Linked DNA regions of Sus scrofa: all the other regions are linked to region 1. Evidence: chromatin contacts called from public HiChIP or PLAC-seq and promoter capture Hi-C data. All regions are on one chromosome and are shown on one strand. The core of a region is the stretch at or near the end of the contact, and the rest is flanking DNA. Distances in the headings are between cores, read along the strand shown.

What was found. Promoter capture Hi-C pulls out the DNA fragments that hold promoters and counts their contacts. HiChIP or PLAC-seq counts read pairs in DNA pulled down with a chosen protein or histone mark.
Region 2: a contact with region 1 is called in an H3K27ac HiChIP or PLAC-seq map of alveolar macrophages. The contact joins the promoter of RAB11FIP5 here to the promoter of MOB1A in region 1. A contact is called at or near these places in 1 of 5 promoter capture datasets (fetal liver) and 1 of 2 datasets of contacts at active chromatin or transcription factors (alveolar macrophages).
Region 3: a contact with region 1 is called in a promoter capture Hi-C map of liver, with 2.1 times the contacts expected there. The contact joins the promoter of PRADC1 here to the promoter of MOB1A in region 1. A contact is called at or near these places in 2 of 5 promoter capture datasets (fetal liver and liver) and 1 of 2 datasets of contacts at active chromatin or transcription factors (alveolar macrophages).
Region 4: a contact with region 1 is called in an H3K27ac HiChIP or PLAC-seq map of alveolar macrophages. The contact joins the promoter of ALMS1 here to the promoter of MOB1A in region 1. A contact is called at or near these places in 2 of 5 promoter capture datasets (fetal liver and liver) and 1 of 2 datasets of contacts at active chromatin or transcription factors (alveolar macrophages).

Annotation. Positions count from the first base shown.
Region 1 is chr3:68,851,020-68,853,900 of Sscrofa11.1, reverse strand. MOB1A (MOB kinase activator 1A) reads right to left here and starts at 1,432. Exons shown (of 6, transcript XM_021087363.1): 1 at 1,149-1,432. The coding sequence starts at 1,162.
Region 2 is chr3:69,655,219-69,658,099 of Sscrofa11.1, reverse strand. RAB11FIP5 (rab11 family-interacting protein 5) reads right to left here and starts at 1,440. Exons shown (of 6, transcript XM_021087380.1): 1 at 972-1,440. The coding sequence starts at 1,114.
Region 3 is chr3:69,545,460-69,548,340 of Sscrofa11.1, reverse strand. It overlaps PRADC1 (protease-associated domain-containing protein 1), which reads right to left and starts at 1,503. Exons shown (of 5, transcript XM_003125011.4): 1 at 597-1,503. The coding sequence starts at 831.
Region 4 is chr3:69,415,604-69,418,484 of Sscrofa11.1, reverse strand. ALMS1 (Alstrom syndrome protein 1) reads left to right here and starts at 1,442. Exons shown (of 22, transcript XM_021087373.1): 1 at 1,442-1,782. The coding sequence starts at 1,495.

The sequences.
Region 1 (2,881 bases), core at 183-2,682:
CAAAAAGTGGAAATTCAAATGTCCATCAACAAAACAAAGTTTAAAAGAAATAAACAGCCTCACATTTAGGTCCAAAAAGCAAATAAGAATTGTGCATCCACAAACAATTAACTAAACATTAAAAGAAGAAAAAGACCGGAAGGAGGGGGTAGATAACGGTCTAGTAATAAGGAAACTTTAAAATATAAATCGGATTTTTTGATATGGTGATCATACTTTAAAAAAAATCCAAAGAGGGAAAAAGCGATTTAGACAAAGATACTCTTAGTAGTGCTATTTTATAACTGCAAAGTATTAGAAAGAATCCAAATTTCTCACAATAAATGGGGTAAACTGTAGTTATGAAACACTATGTAATTTAATAAAACTTGGAAAAAATGCCAAGTACGTGGGTAATGCCCATAACTAAAAATGGATATGTATTTGCTCATACAAGACATGTTAAAGCAAAATAATAAGAGCCCCCTGAGAATAACACGTAAGGTGCTAGAGCAATGCTTCTCAAAGCTAAATGTGCTTAAGAATCATCAGAGTTACACTTTCCCATTTAAGCCGCACTTGCGCCCAGACGTTATCTCTAAAATAAGAGTCTACCGAGTTAAAACGCAGTTAGCTAATTATACAAATTCACAAAGTGGGCTGGATCAGAATTTGGACACAAGGCCGCCAGCTTAACTTTCAGCTTCTCAAACTGCGGCACTCCACATTTTCCGCGGGGGTAACCGAATACTGATGACAATAAAGGGGGACGTATAGTAGAGTAAAAAGCCAAATCTGTATGGATCGTTACCAAAAGGCTGGAGACCGGAGAAAAATTGGAAGCCCCAAGCGGGGCCCATGGCTCCGCCCCTAGATCATCCCTCTGCCCTCAGGCGCACTCGGGCGGAAAAGTTTCGGCGGCGCCGCCGGCCTCGGGGCCTTCCTACTCCCCAACTTTCTCGCTCCGCTTCCTCTGCCTCGACCTTCACCTCCGTCTGCCTCTGACCACAACCAGGCTTCCCTGCGACCCCGAGCGGTGGCAAAGCAAGAGCCGGGTACGCCAGCCCCGACCCCGGGACCCGCCCTCTCCTCAGGCTCCCACTGGCCCCCTCCACGACCTCGGCCCTCAGCCCCCTCAACCCTGAAGCCCTGGGCCGGGCCACACTCACAAGAGGAAGCTCATCTTCTATCCTCAGAGCGGAGGGGAGGGGCCGCTCGCCCCCGCCGAGGTCAGGATTCGGAGTCCGCGCGGGACTGAGGGGGATCCGAAGGTCCTCAGCCGGCGGACAGCGGATGCCCGCGACGCTGCAGCTCGCAGCCGGGGTCAAGCCGCTGCAAGCAGGTGCGAACTACTGCACCCGCCTCGCCTTCCTCCCCGACTTTACGGACCCGAAATGCGGAACCAGCAAAATCTCGCGAGCGAAAGCTTCGTTCAGCCCCGCCCCACCGAGAGGGACTCGGCACGCCCCTTTTCCTTGGGCCGGCTCCTCCACCTGAGCCAATCAGGGACCTTTACGCCGGGACTTCCGCTGAACAAGTTGCCCTGGACTTGGAATCCTCTGCCTGCGATGCTGATGTGCGTGGTCCAGGTTGAAGCAGCTCTATTTTGTCCCAGTTATCTAGATGTCAGATGGCTATGTGTGCGAAATTTTTTACTTAACGTTAATTTGATTTTTTAAGTTGAGATGTAATTTACACAGCATAAAATTCGCCGTTTTTAAAAATATGCTTCAGTGGTTTTCCCACATATTCGGACTTGTAGAGCGGTAACAATTACCTATTTCTAGAACATTTTCCCATCACTTCCAAAGGAAACGGGTACCCATTAGCAGTCGCTCACCATTCCTCCCTACTCCCATCCCTTGGCGACATCTAGTCTACCTTTTTATATGAGTTTGCCTAATCTGGATATTTCAAATAAGTGGAATTGTACAATATGTGCACAATCTTCGTGATTAGTTTCTTTTACCTGATCATGTTATCAAGATTCATCCATGTTGGAGATCCTGTGTTAGCTCCGCAGGTCAGAACCCAGCATGGTGTGCATGAGGATGAGAGTTCCATCCCTGGACTCGCTTGGTGGGTTAAAGATGTGGGGTTGCCACAAGCTGCGGTGTAGGTTGCAGATACCGGTTGGATCCTGCATTGCTGTGGCTGTGGCCTAGTCCGGTGGGCAGCTGCAGCTCTGATTCAACCCTAGCCTGGGAACTTCCATGTGTCGCAGGTATGGCCCTAAAAAGAAAAAATAGAAAGATTCATCCTTGTTGTAGCAGGTATCTGTTCTTCATTCATTTTTTATTATGAGCACTATTCCATTGTATAAATATACCACATTTTGTTTATCCATTCATCTGTTGATGGACTTTGTGGTTGTTTCCAGCTTGGGGCTATTAGGAATAAGGCCATTAGGAACATTCCTCTGTGGGATTTTGTGTGGATGAATGTGTTCTTTTCTCTTGGGTATGTGCCTGGGAATGACTGGGTCATATACTAACTATGTATTTATCTTTGGGGGGAACTGCCAGATTGTTTTCTAAATTGGATGCACTATTTTACCTTCCACTGGCGAATAACTGAGGGTTTTGCTATTTCCACATCCTTGATAACATTTGTTACTGTGTATCTTTTTTATTATAGCCGTTCTCGTGGGTGCGAAGTGGTAGCTCCAGATTTTGATTTGCATTTCCCTGTTGGCTGATGTTAAGAATCTTTTCAAGTGCTTATTGGCTATTTGAAACAAATTTATCTCTCTCTTCCTTTAAGTTGCCTCAGGCCCCCAAAGGATCATCCAAAAAGGGGTCCTGGTCCAGTATCAGTCTTCATCCACCGTCTCCACAGCATCAGCATTCCTCCATTCCTTTTGTTCCTCAACACCAGTCAGTCCAGATTCTGCACCATCCTT
Region 2 (2,881 bases), core at 191-2,690, 800 kb before region 1:
CGGGGCAGCCCGGCGTCTTCTCCACCACCGACGTACTGTACTTCTCGCGGCCCACCTGGATCACCGTGTACGCGTCGCTGGTGCTGCCCGCGCCCGAGCTCTTGCCCCGCAGCCCGCGGGCCCGCAGCACCGTCACCTGGACGTGCGTGGGTAGCCAGCGGGAGGGCCCCGCCGCCGGCTCGGCGCCCCGCACCAGGGCCATGGCGGGGGAAGCGGCGGCGAGCGAGGACTGACCGAACCCGGCGTAGACACCCGGACAAAATGAGAAACTGGGCAGCGGCAGAGGGCAGTGAGGAGCCGGCTCCAAGCGCCGCTGCCGCCCTCACACCCGGCCGCCGCTGCAGCTGCGGGCTAGGCTGGGCCGAGCCGGCCGCCGCCTCCCCGCCTCCCTGGCAGCCGGCCGCGCCGCGACGTCAGCGCCCCGCCTCCCGCCCCGCCCAGCGGCCGGTGACCCGCGACTCGCGACTCGGACCAGGACCCGCGCGGCGGTGCGGCAGAGCTGGGGGACACGGACCACCACGCCCTCGCCCCGCAGCCGCAGACCCTCCAGGAGCTGGAGGGCCGCGGGGCGCTTTGCGAACCGGGGGCGGGGCGCGCGGCCTCCGCAGAGAGCGGGGCGGAGCTCCGGCGTTGGTCCCGCCCCTACTGGGGGCGCCAGGGAAACCCTGCCTCGCCTGGGGGCTCCGCTGCACCCTCAGCGGGGTATGAAATGCCCGCTCCGCGTCTCCTGGCCAATCCCCACTCTTCCTTCAAGACGTCCAAGCTCCGGAAAGCCCTCGCCCTCAAACTGCCCCGCCCCTCCCGGGATAGTCATCCCCTTGACGCTGGCTAGTGGGCGTGTTGCGGACCCGGGCTGCCCCTCTCAACTCGAGTGGCTCTCTCCCTCTTCCAGCCTGCCCTTTCGGGGAAAGATGCCCGATGGAACCAGAAGCGGTTCCCGCTACGCCACATGATGGCCCCGCGTCAGAAACCTGAAAGCGGATGAGCTGCCGCTGTCTCCCACCTCCCCGCGCCAAAGGCGGCCAGAACCCGGCGCGGGAGTCCACGAAGCTGGGCTCGCCCTCGGCGGACACTGCGGCGCAGAGCAGAGTGATGAATAAATGACTAACCACATCAATATTTAAGCTTTCACCCGGAGCGCTGGGGCTCGTGCGTCACGAGTTGGCAGAAATTCTAGGCTCTGGTGGGGGTGTAAGTAGGCACTTATTAAGCGCCTACTATGTGCAGAGCCGCGGGTGTTGCTTGCGCTTGGTTTATTGGTAAGAATGATAACGATGGTTAATAATCACAGATCCTGAATTTCAGCCAGTACTGGCTGGTTCGTGTGCTTTATATACTGTACCTCATTTTACACCCAAAGCAACTCTGGGGGTGAGTATGGATTTTATCCATATTTTCCAGAAGATAAAGTTGCAGCTTAGAGAAAGTAACCTGCTCAAGATCCGTAGCTGCCAGAGGTGGGAAAATTTGTGCTTTTTTTTTTTTTTTTTTTTTTAACTTTCAGAGCCTATATTAAAAGTAATGTTTTTAAAATAACATATAACATACAGATTTTTTTAAAAAATCAGGACAGAAAGGCTTATGATGAAAAGCAAAAAACTCCCTCTCTACCCCTCACTCCAGGGATAACCACTTACAGTCATTTGTATTTCAGGCCTGGTGGTTGCCTCCATATGTCTACACAAAATGCTTACACAGCTATGTCTTGCTTTATCGGGACTTTATCTATTGTCTTCCTGCTATGATGGATAATGATTTAGCTCACACACCCACTTCCCTCCCTCAATCTTGTGTAGTTATACTTTTTTTTTTTTTTAAGTTCTTCTCTTGGATATATTGATAGCGGAAACCTTTATTTTTTCCTGGGGAGAAAACCTCTTGAGTTTTTATGCTGTGGGAGGAGGATGCCAAAATCCCCACTTTCCAGGCCATGTCCTCTACCAGGAATATGGTCGTAGGTGAGACCCACAGGTTCATATGTACTACAGGCTTCTTGACAGTCTTCCACCTTAATTGTGATCAGAATAGGGTGGTGAGTCCTTGGCACTGCGCCCTGTAGCCCAACATCCCTGTGGACAGCACCTAACTTTGGAGACAGCTAGATCTGCCTTTGGATCTTGGCTCTCTGCCCCTTAGCAACAGTGAGATTTGAAGATTAAGGCAGCTCTCCTAACCTCCTTAGCCCTTATTTCCTCATCTAGAAAATGGGGATAAGATTCCTACTTCAAACAATTGCAGAGAAGATTACATGAAAAAAATAGTTGTCAAAGATGGTAATGCAGTGGAGACCATCACAAATGATCTCAAGGCATCTGAACATCATATGCATTTTTTCCTGATTATAAAAGTAATTTGGAAAATACAGAAATATAAAGAAGGAAATAAAAATGGGTTAGATCTCACCATTCAGAAAGACACTGTTAACAATACGTTGTATTTCTTTCCAGTCTTTTCTCTATGCTATATGTTGTTGTTTTGTATGCATCATGGTTGAGACAACTGTAGTGCAGTGGTTAAGCCTGTGGACTGTGGAGTCCTGGTTCTATCATTTACTTTATGTATGTTATCTCATTTACCCCTGAAGACAACCATTTAAGGCAGCTGCTATTACTATTCTCAGTTTCACTGATGAGGAAACTAAAGCAGAGAGAGCTTGGATAATTTTTCCCAAGTTTCTATCTGGAAAATTGCAGAGACTGGACTTGAACTTCAGGTACTCCGGCCTATGGTACTCCGCCGTCACACTTGCTTGTTGGTCATCTAAGCCCTACATCATTTGAAATCAGGAAAGCAGGAAGTGTTGTCATATCTATTTTACAGATGAAGAAATTGAGGTCTAAAAGAGGTTAACAGACTTACCCAAGGTTACAGAGTCAGGATG
Region 3 (2,881 bases), core at 254-2,753, 690 kb before region 1:
TGGACTACATATATAGCCTTTTATCGTGGGAATGGAGACTTGCCATCAGAAACTGACACACTCCCAGGAGGCCCTCCTGGATGATCACAGAACTCCCCCGCCTTCCCATACACATCTTTGCCTGGCCTTTGCATCTGCGATCCGTGTAAATTAAGTGTAGGTATACATATGTGCTCATGGATGTAGTGGCTATATGTTCATGTTCCCGTATAGATGCAAACAGGTAGGATATGTACCTATGTGCTTGTGTGTGAGCCAAAGTGTAGCAATGTGTGGTCCCGTTTATGTATATGAGTGCTCACATATTTCCAGCTTGTCCTTGTTCCTCGCCCCCTCAGCCACCTAATTCGGCGCTAGTGGGGGTAGGGGGAGTCTTGCTTCGACGTGGGAAGCTCAGAACTCAAAGCCCAGCCTCCAGCCGCGCCCAATTCGTGTCCCTGAGGACGAGTACCCACCAAATCGTGGCGCCTCTTTCTGAACCTACCCTGCCCAGAACTCGCGGGGTCCCCAAGGTGACCCGTGGCCCCCGGCCCGAGACGCGCTCATGTGGACTCCCAGCCCCGCCCCGATGCGCAGCCCCGCCCGTTGCCGCTCACCATGGGCCGCGACGCACGCGGGGAGCCAGAGCATGAGACAACACCAGCCCGCGGCGCCGGGGACCATCTCCAGGGCCCGGCCCGGCGCCCCGCTTCCTCCAGCCGCCCCTCCGCGCGTAGCTCGCTGGACTTTGGCCTGACAGCTGCTCTGGCCTCCCGCCCCCAGACCCGCTCTGGCTGCTGGTTGGCGGACTGGAACGAGGCCCACGGCTGATTGGCTCTGACGCCTGCTCATGTAGCCACATTTTCCGCCCCTGCGCCTTAGCCCACTTCCTATTGGTCGAGAGAAGTGGGGCCGAGGACTGATTGGTCCAAACTCTTAACTGCAACTGCCGGCCCCCGCCCCAGCCTGTCTCAGTTTGGATTCGATTCGGCAGCACCTTGCTGGCTGGTGGGTGGGTCGGCAGAACTGGAGGTGGCCGATCGCAGGACTGGCTTCAACCGCTGAAAGTCTCGGCCAATACTCCTCACGGTCGCTTTGCAAGATGAGGGTATACCTTCTTCCAGCTGTGCCTTCCTCCTTCCCATCCCCTCCTTGGAATGGCATTCCTGTAGCTCTCAAGTGGTCTCCGGTGACCCCTACTCTGATCTTATTGCCTAGTTCCACCAGCGCTTGCGTGCCCTGGCGACGTGGCCGGATGTACACGACCCTCGAGGAAGCTCTGACCAGTGCCGAGCCAGAATGCGAGCATAGGGGCTAGGTGTCCGCTCCTGTTTCTCTACCATTTACTATGCAGCTGTGACTCTGGACACCCTTCCTAACCTCTCGGCCTCAGTTCCCTCATCTGTAAAGTGGGCATGACAACAATACCAATAGGTTTGTGAGGATTAAATGAGATCACTCACATCAAATGTTTACTTGGCAAAAACTGTCCCTCAGTCAGCGTTCAATAAATGTTTGCCTTTATTTCATTCCTTGGCCTGGCTCCAGAGGGAGAAGGGGAATAGAATTAGAGTTAGTGGGTGACGGGGGCCGAGCAAGGACCCTACATACTCAAAAAGAATGACACTTTCGAAAGCCCGCGACCCTTGCATTACCAACACTTCCTGTAACAGCTCCGGCAGAGGACCAGCCTCTGGACCTTCTAGCCACGCCGACTCTGTGGTAGCGAACCATAGAGTGGCGGAAGTGGCCCATCCCCTTCCTCTCCCGGTCCAACTGCTTGGCGAAGGTTCTGGGGACTTCTTTGGCGCGGAGGATTGTGGGGTTGCTGGGCGGCCCGGGCGCGAAGCAGGGAAGAGGAGTAGCGGGCCACTGGATAAGCTTACAAGATGATGGTGAGTGGCGTCTCGCGCATCCGTCTCCATCCGTTGCCATCTGGTTGGTAGCTGGCGCCGCCCGGCAAAGGCCGGTCCCGCAGGACTTTCCTCTGCCTAATGACTCGGTCCTCGCCCCGACCCCTGTCTGTGGGTGACCCCGGCCCGCCGCGGCCTTGGTGGGCCCGGGCTCCGAGTAGGGCTCCTGGGCGAGGGCTGTGTGGCACTGGAGGAAAGGCTCTGATCGGGCCGGCTGGGGACTACAAGTCCCAGGGTGCTTCGGAACCCGCGAACCCGCGTTGGCAAGCTGGTTTTTGGACCCCCCCCCCCCCCCCGGAGTCACGACCCGGGTGAAACGACTGCGGATTGAGCGTGCATAACGCGGTCGACGGCCGGGCTTGGAACTTCTGGCTGCACTGGAAAATTCGAGTGTAAAGCCGGGTGCTCACTAGGACCGGCAGAGGCAGCATGGGGACCTTATGTTGAGCGGAACCCCGGATCTCAGCTATGCCTCCCTCCCTGCCAGCTGCTACCAAATGGAAACAGACCCTTTTGCTCGTACTTGAATTCATTCATTCACTTGTTCGTTAAGTAAAGTCATCTTTAGTGTCTACTGAATGTGCGGGGCTCCGCTGGTTGTTGCAGGTGCAACTCTTCAGCCAGAAGAATGGGTAGGGCAGATGGGCACCCTGCTTCAGACGTAGGAAGATCCGGCCTCTGACTCTGACCCTGTCTGCTACCCTAGATGTGACATTAGACAGCTTTCCTAGTTGGCCACCTAACTTTAGTTTTCGTTTTTCTTAAATTAGGGCGGTTAGTGAATCTGGGAGGCTCTCTGTACCCACCCCCCTTTCCATAGTATCCCTTTCTCCATCTCAGAGCTGCAGGTACCTTCCTTGGGTCCCAAACCTCGGTGGTCTCCGGAGTTGCTGTTGAACAGGGCCAGCTTTTAAGTGCTTGAGGCAAAACCCTAAGATACCACCTAGCAGACTAGCTAACATGCTGCTTCCTACAAGCTGGGCGCTTCA
Region 4 (2,881 bases), core at 193-2,692, 560 kb before region 1:
TTTTCCTGACATTTTTAGTGATAATGACAGTAGGATTTCTAAGTAAATGGTAAAGTTTTGCAGAATTATTTAATGACAGTATCAATGAAATGTGTGACCTTTTTAGTGGAGAGATACATTGGGATTTCTCAAGTCATAAATATAAAACCAAGCATTTTCCCCCCTACCACTACAGTCATAGCTCTCCAGCAAGGAAAAGCCTCAACCTACCACAAGGATTGTATTTGATCATTTAGAGGTGTTCAAAGGAGCCCTGAGGCTTTGGGCTCCAGTTCATAATCTACCTTTATAGTTTTCTCAGGATTGAGTCATTGGCAGTCAGGAGCTACATCCTTGGCAGTACCCCCTTAATTATCCCACCAGTGTTGGTTTAATATCATTGCTAATTTATCTCTGCTTTTGTGGGTAATACTATGAAGAATCATTGTTGGACTCCATACTAATTGTGGCTATCTCCTCAAGTAATAGCAAAGCGTTCCAAGATTCTTCAACTTGCTATTCATTTTATAGGGACTCAAGTGGTAGGGAAAACTGTTTCAGAAGCATTTCAAAATCACTGACTAACCCCAAAACATGTACTATCAGTAATAAATATTTGCTCTTTTATCCTTTATGAGCTATCCTTTATAGGGTGAGGGCAATTACTGGACTTAGACAAGACCTGGAATGGCATTGCCAGTCACTTACTAGGTAATAAGAGATCTGGGGCAAGTTATTTTTCTGAGCCTTATATTCTCCAAATACAAAATGGTAATAATACTTGTCTCACAGCACTGTAAGCATTTAATGTTACTGAATAATAATCAATGAATAACACCTACCACTAAGTTCTTCATAGGGATTATCTCCTTTAAATATCGCATTTATCCTATGCCTGTTACCCTCATTTCATAGAGGCTTAATCCCATTGGTAAGTGGCCAAGTTAGGATTCAAACTCCCATCTTTCTGACACCAGAGACCAGTTCTTATTCAACTCCTGTACTGCCTGTGACACTTTTCCACCTTAGGGTCAAGTGCCCATGATACAGCCTGTCGTATATCAGGCACTCAATCTTTAAAAATCAAAAATTATAATTTGCAAGTTTGATCTTAGGTTTGTCTGAAGGTATGATCTCCTCTCGGTGCAGCGGTAAAATTGTTTTGGCCTGGCCCTGCCAAGGACGAAATTCTACCCTCTCCTGACAGGAGCTCTGTCCGGGTTTATTGTGAGCTTACAGTGCTGTGAGCTAGAGCCCAGCGGGTGACGGCGGCAAGGCGTCGCCAGCCCCAGCCCACCACCTTTAGCCTTCCCGCCCAACCCCGCGGGGCGTCCTTAGCAACGCGCGCGCTCACTCCCTGCCCCGCCCCGTCCGCGCGACGCGGCGCCGGGCGCAAGGGGGCGGCGGTCTTTGCGCCTGCGCGCGGGCGCAACCGCCAGTCGGCTCTTTTCCCCTCCCTTCCCTCCCTCCCCCCCTCTCCTCCTCCTCCACTGCCTCCTAGAGCGAGCCGCCAACATGGAGCCCGAGGACCTGCCGTGGCCCGGGGAGCTTGAGGAGGAGGAGGAGGCGGAGGAGGCGGAGAACTTGGATGAGGACGAGGTGGTGATGGTGGAGGAGATGGAAGAAGAGGAGGGGCGGGACCTGGACGCGGACTTGAACTACGAGAGTCAGCGTCGGGAAAGTACGGACGACGAGGACGACGAGGAGGCCAAGGCCTGGCTGCAGGCGCATCCCAGCGGGGCTTTGCCTCTGCCGCCACTGCCGAGGTACCGCTACTCGGAGGGCGAGCTGACCAGTCCGAAGGTGAGCCGGGCCCGTGAGCCGGGCCGGGGAGAGGTGTGAGTCGCCGTGGGCAGGGTGATGGGTGGTCCCTGCGCGCTCTGCTTGCTCTCCCTGCCGGCTGCCTCCTGCTCGCTGCCTGTCACGGTGCCTGACACAAAGTACGCGTGCTTTTAAAGGATTATAGGGGCCTTGTCCCCTCCTGGGCCTCGACTCTTGTCCAGGTGCTGGTCAATTACTCCAAGTCTCCTTTTCTTTCTGGTAAAGATCTCTCTGTTTTTTCTCCCTCAGTGGGTCCCCGAGCCTTTTGAATTACACCAGATGTTCAGAGGCGCCGTATTCCCAGTGTGCGTGGTTAAGAAACGTTTTTGGGAGGAGGCGGGCTTTTCGCACCCTGAAGGAAAGGAGAAGGGCGGTGTAGGCGCGGTGAGAGTGGTTGCCCAGGGACTATCTTGTGGGGCAGTTAGGAGATTAGTTTGCTTGAAGGGCGGGACTTCCCTTGAGGGAGTAGTGCGGATTATGTACACCACAGGAGTTGTTAGTCTCTAGAGGTTCCTCACCCATTGTGCTTCTCTGGCCCCTTATTTGTAGCAGCAAAGGGGTCCCCAGGTGGTAGGAGGGGCTTAGAAATGCTTGAGGCTTATGCTGCAGCTCCCAACAATCTGGACAACTAGAAAGAGCTGATTTTTTGGTTGACTCCCAAAGATCATTTTGAAAACAACTGCATTAAATTGATTCCTTTTCAGGGAGAAGGAAAAAAAAAAGGTTCATTATAGAATTTGGATATCCAGTCATCAGACATTTATTAAGTTTCTATTCTGTGAAAGGTACATTGTGGGGACCAAACGGAAGCCTAGGGTTTATTGCCTAGGCCTGCTCCTTAGACAGGTTGTCAGCTGCGCAGAGCAAAACAAGGTTAACAACAATTGAAAAGACTATAGATAGACCTGTGCTGTTCCATACAGTAGTCATAGCAAAGTGTGACTCTTTACATCTTAATTTGTTAAAATTAAGTAAAGTTAAAAATTCAGTGCCCCTTGTACTAAACCACTTTTTCACATGTTCAGTAGCCACCCCTGACTAGTGGCTATGTTGATTGGACAGTGCAGATGTCGAAAAAATT